2 separate regions of the Rattus norvegicus genome follow, and region 2 is linked to region 1. The links are chromatin contacts, called in public Hi-C maps. All regions are on one chromosome and are shown on one strand. Each heading gives the region's core, a stretch centred on a gene start, on an enhancer-like site or on the middle of the called end of the contact. The rest is flanking DNA. Distances are from core to core; before and after follow the strand shown.

The links. A called contact is a pair of places that touch in the nucleus more often than the background predicts.
Region 2: a contact with region 1 is called in a Hi-C map of frontal cortex, with 2.0 times the contacts expected there. The contact joins the enhancer-like site here to the promoter of Mrpl37 in region 1. A contact is called at or near these places in 5 of 12 Hi-C or Micro-C datasets (the A7r5 cell line, Schwann cells, frontal cortex and 2 more).

The regions. Positions count from the first base shown.
Region 1 is chr5:127,071,767-127,078,366 of GRCr8, reverse strand. Mrpl37 (mitochondrial ribosomal protein L37) reads left to right here and starts at 3,400. Exons shown (of 7, transcript NM_001004235.1): 1 at 3,400-3,797; 2 at 5,410-5,593; 3 at 5,681-5,796. The coding sequence starts at 3,452. Cyb5rl (cytochrome b5 reductase-like) reads right to left here and starts at 3,254. Exons shown (of 7, transcript NM_001411873.1): 1 at 3,203-3,254; 2 at 1,344-1,614. The coding sequence starts at 1,541.
Region 2 is chr5:127,173,916-127,180,515 of GRCr8, reverse strand. Tceanc2 (transcription elongation factor A N-terminal and central domain containing 2) reads left to right here. Exons shown (of 5, transcript NM_001014260.2): 3 at 976-1,117. Among named protein-coding and RNA genes, the nearest start is that of Trnaa-agc38, 4.6 kb to the right of the region's middle. Within about 2 kb of position 2,520, at least 12 of the 93 cell types and tissues checked have an H3K27ac peak or open chromatin away from gene starts, as enhancers often do.

The DNA.
Region 1 (6,600 bases), core at 2,151-4,650:
TCATGAAGCTAAGTGGGTGTTCCTCTTACAGGCTTCAGAGAGAAAAGGGAAGTCTCAGGTCATGTAGCTGATGAACAGTCCATAGTACACACTGGCAGTCAGGCTGTCTAACTCCCTGGAGGCAGAAGGGAGAAAGGTTCAGCCCTTCAGTTAACCTGTGCTCTGGTTAGGGTATTCGGTAAACTTCCTTTGGGGAAGCGAGAAGTACAGAGTCACAGACAGTCACACTGTGGTGTCTACCTGACATCTGACAGACAGCACAGAAACTGTTAGGGTAGACAGAGAAAGGCTGCAGCAGGTGAGCATGGCCTGAGTGGTCTGCCTCTTCTCCATCACACCCCCCCCCCCTCTCTCTCTCTCTCTCTCTCTCTCTCTGAGGCAGGGTCTCATGTAACTCAGACTGACCTGATCCTAGCTGGCCAAGGTTGGCTTTGAATCCTTGATTCTCCTACCTCTAGCTTTTAAGTGCTGGGATTAAAAGAATTCGCCACTACACTCCGTTTTGTATATGAATTTCAAAAGTGGAAATTACTAGAGAAATTAGTATATTATTATTACTTTATTACATTAAAAGATAAAATTATTAGATTGAAATATGTTGTTTTGACCAGGGGGTGGTGGCACATGCCTTTAATCCCAGCACTCAGTAGGCAGAGGCAGGTGGATTTCTGAGTCTGAGGCCAGCCTAGTCTACAGAGGGGAGTTTCAGTATAGCCAGGGCTACACAGAGAAAGTCTATCTTGAAAATCCAAAGAGAAAAAAAAAAGCTGTTTTGTAAGACTTGCCAAGTTTTGTACTATCACTTAATTTTCTGTTACCTCAGGTGATTACTATATACTGAACCACTATATACTGAACACGTGAGTACTATGAAGTGAATGAAGGAGTTAGAATGGGAAGAGAAAGTCCTTAAGCTCCAGAGTAACAGCAACACTCCTTATGTACTTGTCTGTATAATACCAAGTTAGTTTGCTCACTCACAATCCTCAGTGGCTTGATAGTGCCTGGGGTATAACAGGTATTCAATGGGTATTGAATGTTTAGTGAAATAATTATTAGGTTCAGTGTTAAACATTACAGATAACTCAGTCCATTTTACAATTCGGGAAATAAAGGCACCAAGAGGTTAAGGGGCTTAGACTACATCCACATAGCTAATAGGTTGAAATAGGTTGAGTTTAGGTCTGGACCTTGCTCCTTGGATCTACCTGCTTCCATTATAAGGGCTTCTTTCTCTCCATTGTCCAGTCAAGGAAGTCATCCCATAGCAGGGGCACTGGGCAGGGCAGGGCAGGGCAGGGCAGGGCAGGGCCGGATAGATGTTGCCACTCTGGGCTCCTCACCTGGCTCTCAGGTGGCTGCTTCCCACTCAGCAGGCTCATGTCATTTTTGGCTTGGGCTGTGTCCCATCTTTCCAGGTCTCGGTAATAGAGGTCAAACACACAGGGCGAGCAGCCACTACCACAGCACTGGGAGGGCAAGGGTTCCACAGGCTTTAACTGCAACCAAGCCTCAGCATGGTCATCCTCCCTCTCAGCCATTGTCAGCGGGGCTTGGGCAATATGGGGGTGTGGGGTGGTGGTGAAATAGGCCAGGCTCCTCTTTGCTGTCTGCCTGGGAGAAGGAAAACATGGCAGTTATACCCTGTTATCTCTCTCACACTTTCTTTTTTTTTTTGGTTCTTTTTTTCGGAGCTGGGGACCGAACCCAGGGCCTTGCGCTTCCTAGGTAAGCGCTCTACCACTGAGCTAAATCCCCAGCCCCTCTCTCACACTTTCTTCAAGGCCCACCAGGTAGTCTATGGGGATAGAGATGGCTTAACCAGAGGCTGTCACACAGGAAACACTTATAATTATTGGGGTTTTGTGTGTGTGTGTGTGTGTGTGTGTGTGTGTGTGTGTGTGTGTGTGTGTGAAGTAAATCTTAGCAGAGAAGGGGATTTGGATTCAGAAGAACTTTTCTACTGTGCAAGAAGCTTCAGTATGTTTCTGAAGCTGGGGAACCAGGGAGAATGAAGTTGTGTCTTACTCTTTCTGTATTCTGCCAAACACCCTGCATACGGGAAGCTCCCACTGACTGGTGAGTGTTCACTCTATGGTCTGGGAGCTAGGTACAGGGTTAGGTGCTGGAAGGCAAGAGAAGTGCACAGGACACAGTCCCTGTCCTTGTTAAGACCTGGCATGGTGCTACATCAATCTTATTTACAGCATGCACTGTATCAGATACACGAGTGAATGATGTCTCTCTTTACGCCAATTACACTTAGGGTTTGGGGAGGGGGTGTATTAAAATCAGACAAATGAAATGCTTTGTTAACTGTAAATTGCTGTACAGCCTGAGAGTTGGTTATATTGTCCTCTGCCTTTTTGCTTTCATGGGGGTTAAATAGTCCTATTGTCTCAGTTACTTTGGAAATTGGTAGACAAGTTGGTCATATCAATCTCAGTTTTAAAGACATGATTCTTTCCTATCTGGGAGGCACAATCCCTGTTGCAGCCTCGACCTGGATGCCTATCCCTACTCTTCAGGCCTTGGTTGAAAGGTCATCTCCTGTCAGAGACCTTCCCAAGTGTTGCACTTGTCATCACCAAGCACTTGCTTTATTCTAGTATGTATTCATTCGTTAAACATGAACTGTGAGTCTCGCAACTGCTCTAGAAGTCAGGGAGAGCTCACAGGACAGTCACTAAACAAAATAAAAATAGCAACTTTGACAGTGGTCAAACAAGAGGAAAGACCTTAAGGACATAGACAAGAAGCATGTGTGTGTTGCCACCGTTCAAGTCGTACACTCATGTACTCACTGGGTGGTCCCTCAACGTATGCTTTACACACTCACCCCGACCCCTACCGTGAGCCTGCCAGAAGTTAGTGCTGAGCGAAGGAGCAATTCCCGGCTCTGGTCCCCTCCAGGAATCAGAAATCTCAGAAGAGCAAAAGTAACTTGCTTTCGGCGCTGGGCTGAGTGCCGAGGTGGCGTAGAGGTAAGCGAGGGCAACAGTGAGAAGGGTGGAGAGGAGGATAGTTCCAGAACTCACTAGGGGTCGAACCTGCTAAGACATTTTAACTCCTAATTTTACAGCGAGGAGACTGGGCCCTCTGAAATACTAAATGCCTAATGGTCAAAGACGTCCAAAGTACAAGTTTGAGGTCCCTACACTCCTCCGCTACGGACTCAAGCACCACCACCACGCTCACCTACCTACCAGCAAGTCTCCTCAAGTGGGGTACTTCAGAAACCCCAAGCAAAGAGCGCTTTGCAGGTTCCACCTATAAGGATGGGAACTGCCCAAGGGGCGGGGACAAAGCAAGGATTTTTATTTGTGATTGGGTGAAGTGTCTGTCAATCGCAAAATGAGCCACTGCGCTCCGCCCCTTTCGCTCCCAGCAGGCCCTGCCCGGGCAAAGATGGCGGCGTCCAGGTAGAGGTGCAGTGAAGACCCGAGTCGGTATGGCCTTGGCGTCCGGGCCCGCTATGCGGGCACTCGCTGGCTCTGCGAGGCTCGGCCTCGGGGGCTACGGGGCCCCGAAACGCGGAGCGTATGAGTGGGGTGTGCGCTCCACTCGGAAACCGGAGCCTCGCCCCCTGGACAGGGTGTACGAGATCCCTGGCCTGGAACCCATTACCTACGAGGGCAAGAAGCACTTCGTCCCGTGGCTGGCGAAGCCGATCTTCCCGCCGTGGGAGCGCGGCTGGATTGACCCACGGTTCCACCGTGCGGCCCCCATCCACGAGCAGCCTCTGTACAAGGAGCAACCCTGCTACATCTTCCACCAGCGTTGTCGACTCCTTGAGGGTGAGGCCTCAGGACAAACGGGAGGAGACCCTGTTATCAGCTCAGCAATGATCCCGACCCTGGGGAAGTTTCTTCCTCTGCGAAGTAGAATCTGAGTGACATCCGTCTTCCAAGAGTTGTCAGGATCAAGGGCAGTATTTGTGAGAGGGAGCAATGGAGAATGAGTGTAGCGGGAGGTGATCTGTTTACATTCATGGAGAAGGGATAGTGAAGCAGGTCTACAACGCTACTTTCCTAGGTTAGTGTCTTTTGTTAAATAGGTCTGGGATATGTTTTCAAAGACCCGAAAATCTGCCCACTTAAGAACAGGTCATAGTGTCTTGTGCCTGTTTCCTGAGTTGGAGGCCAGCCTGATCTACAGAGTGAATGAATTCCAAGACAGCCAGGGATACACAGAGAAACACTTTGGGGGGTGGGGGGTGGGGATAATGGTGGTGATGGTGGTGGTGGCACAGCCTCCTAAAATGCCCACTTCTATGCCTGCAAACTGATTTTTCTAGCCATTAACCATTTTCAGTGAACTCAGGTGCTGTGAAGGATCTCACAGACATGACTCTTTTAAGTGACCCTGACAATAGTGGACGGATGTGTTTCAGAAGTTAAGATTGCAGTCGGGAGGTGGTGGTGCACACTTTTAATCCTAGCCCTGGGGAAGCAGAATCAGGAAGATCTCTGGGAGTTCAGGCCAACCTGGTCTACAGAGTGAGTTCCAGGATAGCCAGGGCTACACAGAGAAACCCTATCTTAGAAAAAAGATCAGAGGCTAAGATTGCACTCATTGAACCAGTCTGGAAATGTATCTTCTATCCTACACTTCCTCAAGGTACAGAGAGGTCTTATAAAGTCACAATAAACGCTTGTAAGATATGGGCCTGAGGGGGTTGGGGATCTAGCTCAGTGGTAGAGCGCTTGCCTAGGAAGCGCAAGGCCCTGGGTTCGGTCCCCAGCTCTCAAAAAAAGAACCAAAAAAAAAAAAAAAAAAAAAAAAAAAGATATGGGCCTGAGAAGAGGATTGGGGTTGTGGAGAGATTGTGGACTTCATGGTAGACAGGCTCAGTTTCTCCTCTTACCTGTATCACCTTAAAGATAAGCAACTTGAGGCAAACTCAGTCTGTCCAGGTTTCCCCTTCATGTCAGAATCCCATCTAACTTATAGTAAGTTCATGGCACAGGAGGAGACATTCAGTAAATAGCAGCTCTAAGGACTACATAGTTTGCTCTGTGCTAGAGAACCATAAAACCTGGCTTGAGATTGCTAGCAAAAAAAAAAAAAAAGAAAATCACAGAGCTGGGGTTTTATTTGAAGGGCCAGTATCCACTGAACTAGTCTCACACCTTTGATTTCTCTGTGGGGAGTCAGCAGGGAACTCGGCGCCTTGGGCATGGTTTGAACTCCTTCCATTTTTAAGCACTTATTCCCGTAGTCTACTCTTACCACCTGGAAGTTTCGTTTCTCAGATATCTCAAAAACAAAACCAGCTCTCTGTTGAGGCAGCCTCTTCTCTGTGGTGCTCCCTGCAGGCATGAACATCCCTTCCTAAGCTGTCCCCTCTCTTTCTTTTTCTTCTTCTTTTTCTTTTTCTTTTTCTTTTTCTTTTTGGTTGTCCCAAAGGTATGAAGCAGGCTCTCTGGCTTACTAAGACCAAGTTAATAGAGGGTCTCCCCAAGAAAGTGCTTAGTCTTGTTGATGATCCAACCAATCACATCGAGAACCAAGAACAACGTGTTCTGGATATCATCTCTCATTCCCGGCTCTGGCACTCCACTGAGGACATCCCCAAGAGAGAGACTTACTGGTGAGTTTCCTCCAGATAAGATAACTGAGGAGTGTTGGAAGTTACATGTTGCTTTAAGTCTCTAGATATCTTTTTTTTTTCTCCAAGCCCGCTCATTGTGGACAACCTCCTACAGCTGTGTAAGTCCCAGATTATCAAGCACCCTTCTCTAGCCAGGCGGACCTCTGCCCAAAACTGCTCCTTAGCCACCACCTGGAATCGAGGTTAGTCATCCTATGTACCAGAAGGCCTTGCTGGGCCTTTTGTTGTTGTTGCTTTTCTGGTTGTGTTGTGTGTCTGATCCTTCTGTCAGCCCTACCACCAGATCTCATCTCTCACATTCATCTCCTGCTACCTATTCTGTGGGTTCAGAAACACCCTTGATAGTGTCTCACTACATAGCACAGGCTGGCCTCAGACTGTGATCCTCTAGTCTGTACCACCATGCCCAACTTTCTTGTTTCTGTTTTTATCTCCTTCTAAAACTTTATTCTACCAGTGTCGGCTGATGACTGTATCCATTGAGCCCCACAGTATGCTTGGGAGTGTCAAGACGACCCCACAGCCAGGGAAATGGTAGAGCACACTGATCTCTCCCTCACCAACGCTGCACCTTTGCTTCCCTTCCATGGCTGTGTGAGCAGAGCTGCTAGAGTGGCTCATCACCCTACACTGTCATTTGTCATGTGACACCAGGCCCTCTGTGCTGCGGCCTCCACCTAGCCCTACGTGTGTCACTTGTTCTGCTGACCCCTCCCCATGTCCCTGAGTTTGCCAGGGAGAGCTCGTTGGTATATAGCTTTCTCACCTGTTTGCTTTCGCACATGCTGTGTACTTGGCAGTGCCTGTTGGTGTTCCCGACAGCAGTGTCAGTCAGGAGCTCAAACAGATAGAATTAGGGAGCAATAAACCCGCAGTGGAATATGTGGGACTTAGGATGTCGGTGTGAGCGGGTTTTCTCCTCTTCCCCCTATGCTTATGGACTTCTGGCAAGGAGTCAGCCTGGCAGAGGTAATGGTACCACTAAG
Region 2 (6,600 bases), core at 1,271-3,770, 100 kb before region 1:
ACAATAGGATAGTTATTTGTCTTTTTGTTTATTTTGGGTTTTTGAGGCAGAGTTTCTCTATGTAACCCTGGATGTCCTGGAACTTGCTCTGTAGACCAGGCTGAGATCTGCCTGCCTCTGCTTCCGAGTGCTGGGATTAAAGGGGTGTATCACTGTGCCCAGCTCTAAGATATTTAATTTTTAGTTATAAAAGCCACTTTACTCTTTTACTTTTTGTCTGCCAATTTTGTTCACTAAAAAGTCCTTCGTTTAAACTATGTGGAAATTACAGAAAAATCACGAAAGCTTTTCCATCCCCTCACACATTTCTCTAACCCCTAGTGCTTACAGGAAGCATGAGAAGCAGCCTTAAGGTGGCAGCTTCTGGGAAGGACAAAGGGAAGTGAATTTGCAAAGAGCATCAAGGGACTTAAGTTTTATAATGTTTTATTTTACGGGGAATGGCAAAATAGTAATCTCATTAAGTAGTGGGTTGCTCTCCGTGCCTTTCTATGTGTTTGAAGTTTTTTAAAAAGGAAGTTTTCTTTCTTTCAGAAAAAAAAAATTGAGTTTCCTCCTGTGGGAAGTGGAGAACTGTTTGTGTGATTTTTATTGTTGAAGTAAACATGGCTTTATGGCTTCTCTGCTCTGTGCATGCAAATTAGGACACTTAAGTGAGCTGTGAGGTTGGTCCACCTGAGTACCCATAGCTTTCATTTCCTCTCCTGCGTCACCTCTCACGGTGAAGTGCCATGGTGCCGGGCATGGGGAGGTGAAAAGTTGCACTTTTCCTAATAGATGCATCTCTCCAGATCTGCAGTAGGCAGGGCCTGCTTCTAAGCAATTACCCGTCATTGGGGGCCATCAGATACACTGCTTTGGTTCAGGTCATAATCAATAATTCATATGTCAATAGGAGAGCCATTAGCTCAGGTGGAGGCAGCTGTCTTTCTAATAAAAGGGTTCTATTTTCCAAATAACTTTTCTTTTTCACAGAGAGTTGTGGTTATAGAAGACATAAAAAGGTGGAAAACTGTGTTGGAGCTTCCTGAGCAAACCAAAGAAAACCTGGTCGCCGCCCTACAAGAATTAAAGAAGAAGATACCCTCCAGGGAGGTGTTGCGGTCGACAAGGATAGGTATGGTCCTGGGCCCTGGGAAGCACTTCCTGGTGTCTCCCTTCTTCCTGTACGCCATGAGTTACCTGACCCATCGGTGCTTTCCACACTGTCGCTGGAGGGACTGCTGTGTAGAACACTTCTAGCCTCAGGCTAGGAATTTATTGTGAAAAATAATAATATATAGTAAACTATAGCAATACATAGTAAAATAGTAATGTATAGTAAAGTATAGTAACATACAGTAAAAATTTTTAAAAAATGAAATGAAAACACACAAAGCACAGTCCTCAATCTTTTAAATTTTTTGCCTTCATTTTACTGTGCTGGGAATGGGCTTGGGTGTGTGTTTGACGCAGTGTACATATGGAGGTCAGAGGACGGGTTAGCGGATGTTTGCTCTTTCCCTCCAACATGTGAGTCCTGGGATCAAACTCAAGTTGTCTGGTTTGTTGGCAAGCACCCTTACCCACTGAGCCACCTTGCTATACCCCCTCTACCTTTTCATTAGAGTTATCAGAGGTGCTAGCTTATAATAACAGTTATTATATAAAGTTTTAAAAGCATGTGTCCAATATCTGTGCTTACCGTATAGAGCACCTACAGGTGACATTTTGAGTGTGCCTGATGCTGACTGTGCAAACTGATTAAGACTTGGTTGTGACCTTGAGGATCTGAGGGTTTGGTAGAGAGGTGATGGTGTACACAGACAGGAGCAGTACTCTACCGTAGCTATGAATGAGCACATCTGACACTGTCCGCTCAATCTGGAGCGTCTGTATGCGATCAGAAAGGACGGAGCAGTGGCTGCAGTCTGGGGACTTCGGGAAGGCCCCATAGAGGAGGTGGTGATTCAGTTAAATCTTGAAAGAAATTCAGCTTAATCTGTCACCAGTGGCAGTAACTGGCGAACTTGGTTTATAAAACAAAAACGATAGCAACACTTGCCACCGTGTCACTTATTATGGCTTTGGAGATATTTCAGAGGTGAGTGAGGGACCGAGTTGAATTGCCGTTTTAGCACAGCACACAACTGTGGATAATATGCAAGGGAAGAACAACATGTGTTCCTCAAGCTGCTCTCGGCTCCCCGGGGAGCTCAGGGCGGGCCTGCACAGCTGCTGCCTCTGCCCTCACTAGTGCTGCCATCGCCTCCTCTGCCTCCCCTTGACCTCCTGTTCCTGAGAAGCAGGAGAGAGCAGCCTCACACTGTCACTAACAGCTGGGAAGAGCTTTACGGAGTCCCCAGGGAGCCCCCAAGAGTCTTAGAGTTGCACCCCTGTAATATAAACCAGAATCTGAGGAAATTAGATGCTTAAAGAATATAAAACCCTATCATTATAGCCAAGGAGATGCTCCCATCTGCTGCCGGGTTTGCTGTCTTTATAGGTTGTGGTCACTAGAGGGCAGTACGACCATTCACATGAGCCTGTAAGGGCTTTCCACCGGTAGAGGGTACTAGTGTTTAATATTTTAGGACCTGCTTATTGATGCATGTATGTGCGTATGTGTTCCTGTTTAGACACATACCACAGATACCATACGTGATCAGATCCTAAATCTCAACATGATAAGCTAAGACTGTCTTAAAGATGCAGCAGGTGATAATTTTAAAAACCATTTCTGTTTGACAGATGAGTGTAGTGAGTATTTTCAAGAATGGGTGTGTCAGGTATCCAGAGATTACAGCCAGGGGCCGGAATGGAACTACCATGAGGTTTGACTTAGCAGGAATTGGAACCCATCCAGCTGTTGAACCCTGACCTTACCCGAGCCTTCCTTAAACTGAAATCCCATGGGATGCAGAGGGTTCGTGGTTCCTCTACAGTTGTATCAGATGAAAATCTTACTTGGATCATTTCCTGAGAATGTTTATGCTTCAACTTTTAGCCTTCCTGCCTCCCTACCTCGAGGGATGTAAGCACCAGATATCACAGAGTGTCCTCTGTGTGCTGGGAGCTATGGGGGATAACGGAGACAGCAACTGCTCCCTTCTTTTTGGAGCTTTAAGTCTGATGGAGATATAGGCAGTTTATAGACTTTGTTCTGTAGCTTAGTACAGTGCTCTGAGGATGGGGCGCGGCTAGCCAAGTGTATGGAAGTAGGAAAGAAAGTGTTGAGGGATGTGTCAGGCAGAGATGCATCGTGGGAGCTGCGTGAGGGTGGAGGTGGGAGAGAGAACACAGTCCCGTTCCAAAAGCCCCGAGTTGTTAGGTGTATTTAAAACGTAATATGCCAGAGAGTATGGCAAGAAAGGCAGCCGAGAGACAGTCTGGACCAGATGGAGAAGGCTTTTTGTAAGCAATTCAAAACTGGTTGGTTCTGGCAATGGATTAGTTGTCTATTACTATATAAAATTTCCCTAAAATCCGCTGCTTAAGAAAGCATTGTTTCTCATAGTTCCTCTGCCGGTCAGCAATCCAGGGGCCAGCTTGTGGGACTGGCTCTGGCTCAGAGTGGGTTTGGTTTGGTTTGGTTTGGTTTGGTTTGGTTTGGTTTGGTTTGATTAGGTAGGTGCTCTTCCAGTCAGCCTGGCTACAATGACCGTGAGCTCCTGATTCTCTTCTCACCATCTCCTGAGTACTGTGCAGAGGTCTGCACCAGCCCTCCCTGTCTTTTAAGAGCTTCTTATTGGTCTGTTGCTTAGAGCTTCAGGCATCCAAGGGCTTCCTAGATGCACATTTTTTTTTTTTTTTGGTTCTTTTTTTTCGGAGCTGGGGACTGAACCCAGGGCCTTGCGCTTCCTAGGTAAGCGCTCTACCACTGAGCTAAATCCCCAGCCCCCTAGATGCACATTTTAAAGGCTTGCTCAGAGAAGGCCCTTAGTTCCTCGGCCTGTCCTCATGGTGGCCCTCACAGCAGCTGAAGTCCCCAGGGCCAGAGTTCCCAAAACGGACAAGAAAGTGAAACAGCAACTGATACGGAAGTCACAATTTGTTTGTTTCTTTGGTTGTGTTTTTTTTTTTTTTTTTTTTTTTTGAAACTGAGTTTCATTGTGTAGCCCCAGTTGGCCTGAAACTCACTATGTACCTCAGCCAGCCTCAAACTTGTGATTGTCTTATCTCAGGCTCTCAAGTGCTAGGGTTACAGGCATGAGCCACCATACCTGGCTTCTAACTATTCTCTCTTCAAATGCGCTTTTATTTTCTATAGTCCCTCCTGAGAGTCTACAGGTAGACTGTGTTAGACCTGTTCTTCATATGTTTATGCCATATTTTTTTTTCTTCTTTTTTGGACTGAACCCAGGGCCTTGCGCTTGCTAGGCAAGCACTCTACCACTGAGCTAAATCCCAAACCCCTATGCCATATTCTTTATCCCTTTATGTCTGTCAGAATTCTAGCTAATTTCTTCAGATACATGTCTTCCAAATTACTAATTCTTTCTTCTGCTGACTCTAACTCATTCATGAGCTCTTTATTCCAAAGCCAGTTTCTGTTTTCATCTTTCCTATTTTCTCTAGAACCATAGAACATTCCAGAGGAAGTGTCCAAACAGATGTTGGACACAGCCTTTAATCCCAGCAGTCAGGAGGCAGAGGCGAGGACATCTCTGAGTCAAGGGCAGCAGTGGGGCTACACAGAGAAACCCTGTCTCGCAAGACCAAACAAACAAAACAAAAAACGATATTGGATGGATAAAGCCCAAACTAAAGAAAGATGGTAACCATTTCAGCAGGAGTTACTTACTATCAACATAGAGCTAGGAACTGAGGACAGAACTAGATAAGCCTCTGCAGGAAGACTATAAGGAAAACAAGGAGCCAAGTCCACAATCCTGATGCACTCCACTATTTAAGGGATTTATAGGACCATTCTGAGAAAGTTGGCCAGAGAAACAGAAGAGAATGTTGTCACTGGAAAGAAAGAAAAGAGTTGGGGTTTGCGGGGAAGCACCATCAGCCATATCCGAGGTTATCTCTGTGCCAAATAAGCTTAATCTAAAAACGGAATAGGTAGTTTTGGAACAATCTCAGAAGCAAGATGGGGGCAGGAGCGTGAGGAGCAAAGGAAGGGTGCAGAAAAGAGAATGCTTTTGAGAAGTTTGCTATTAAAGGGTGACAGGATAAGGAAGGGAAAGGAGATGGATGAGAACGGGGTTTTAGGTAGGAGAGAAACGTAATGTTGAACGCTAATGAGAAGGATCCAGTCGAGTGAGAGGAGTTTGCATAGAGGAGGCTCACAGGGCGAGGTCTGTGTGTTAACTAATGAGTAGCGTGCCGATCAGCAAGAGCCTTGGATCATTTGATCTGTATTTTATCTTCAATCTGGAATCATTCACTCACTTGACACATAAAGGACCTTAATATACCATGCCTTATGCTGAAGGCCAGACAATGATGCTTGGTCTGTGTTTGTAAGATCCTCAGTTCTTGCTTAGAAAGGAAGCGTGTGAGTGTGTACTTATAATTGACCTTTGAAAATATGGAAGTCAGGGCGTGCACTGGAGCCCATGAGGGTACAACGCGCACTCTCCACAGAGTAGGAAGGGTTTGCACAGACACGTACTTTCCGTAGGTCAGAATGAACTCCTGTTCATTTCAGGCTGAGGCATGAGAAAAGAAAGCCCAAAGTCCTGAGACAGCACCCTAGAACACAGATGCCTGGGGAGGGTGGCAGCAGCAGGTCCAGGTGTGTCTGCCTGTAAAGAAAGGGGACAGCTGGATATCAGCTGCGTCTGACCTCTGTATTCAGTGTTGTGTCTGCTACTGTGTATTCCCAGAACTCCTGCAGGGAGGTAGTCTCCTCTCTACTGGAGGTTTTCATCATAATTTCTTATATAATAAGGTAAGTAAGAGGAATCTCATAAGAAGAAAAGCTGGGCTGGGAATGTAGTTCAATGGTAGTGCACAAGTCCCTAGGTTCAATCCCCAGCACTGCCAAATGAGTAGACAAACAAGCAAGCTTGTCCGTCTTTGTTCTGGGCTTTGGTTTTAACTCAGGGTTATTCATGAAAGTGTTTCGTAGAATATCTGATTAGCAACCTCTAAGGTTAAACGACACACTCGTAATCATTTAATGCGGTTAAGCCATGGGATGCATGCCGGGAGCTTCTGGTGGCTAAAAGAAGGTAAAGGTGACGGATACCAGGGTAAGGGAGACCACATAGGCAACCACCTAGCATTTGTTCAGTGAGTACTCAGTGCCCGATATGCTGGCTACTTTTAAACTGTCAGCTTAACCAAGAGTCACATGGGAAGAGAGCCTGGAGGAATTTTGGGAGATTGTCCTAACTGATAGTTGGTAGAGGAAGGCCCATCCACTGTGGGAGGCACCATTGCCTGGTTTAGGGCCCTGGACCATGTGATGGGAAAGAGAGCTTGCTGGGTGCAAGCAGGTGAGGATTGAGCTTTTATGCTCTCTGCTCTTGACTGTGGTTGTGAGGCTATAAGCTCCTTCCTTCACTCCCCAGCAGTAATGGACCATAGCCTGGAATTGGCAACGCAGTGAACCCTTCTTCCCTAAGTTACTCTTGCCACAGTATTTTTATTACATCAGCCAATGAA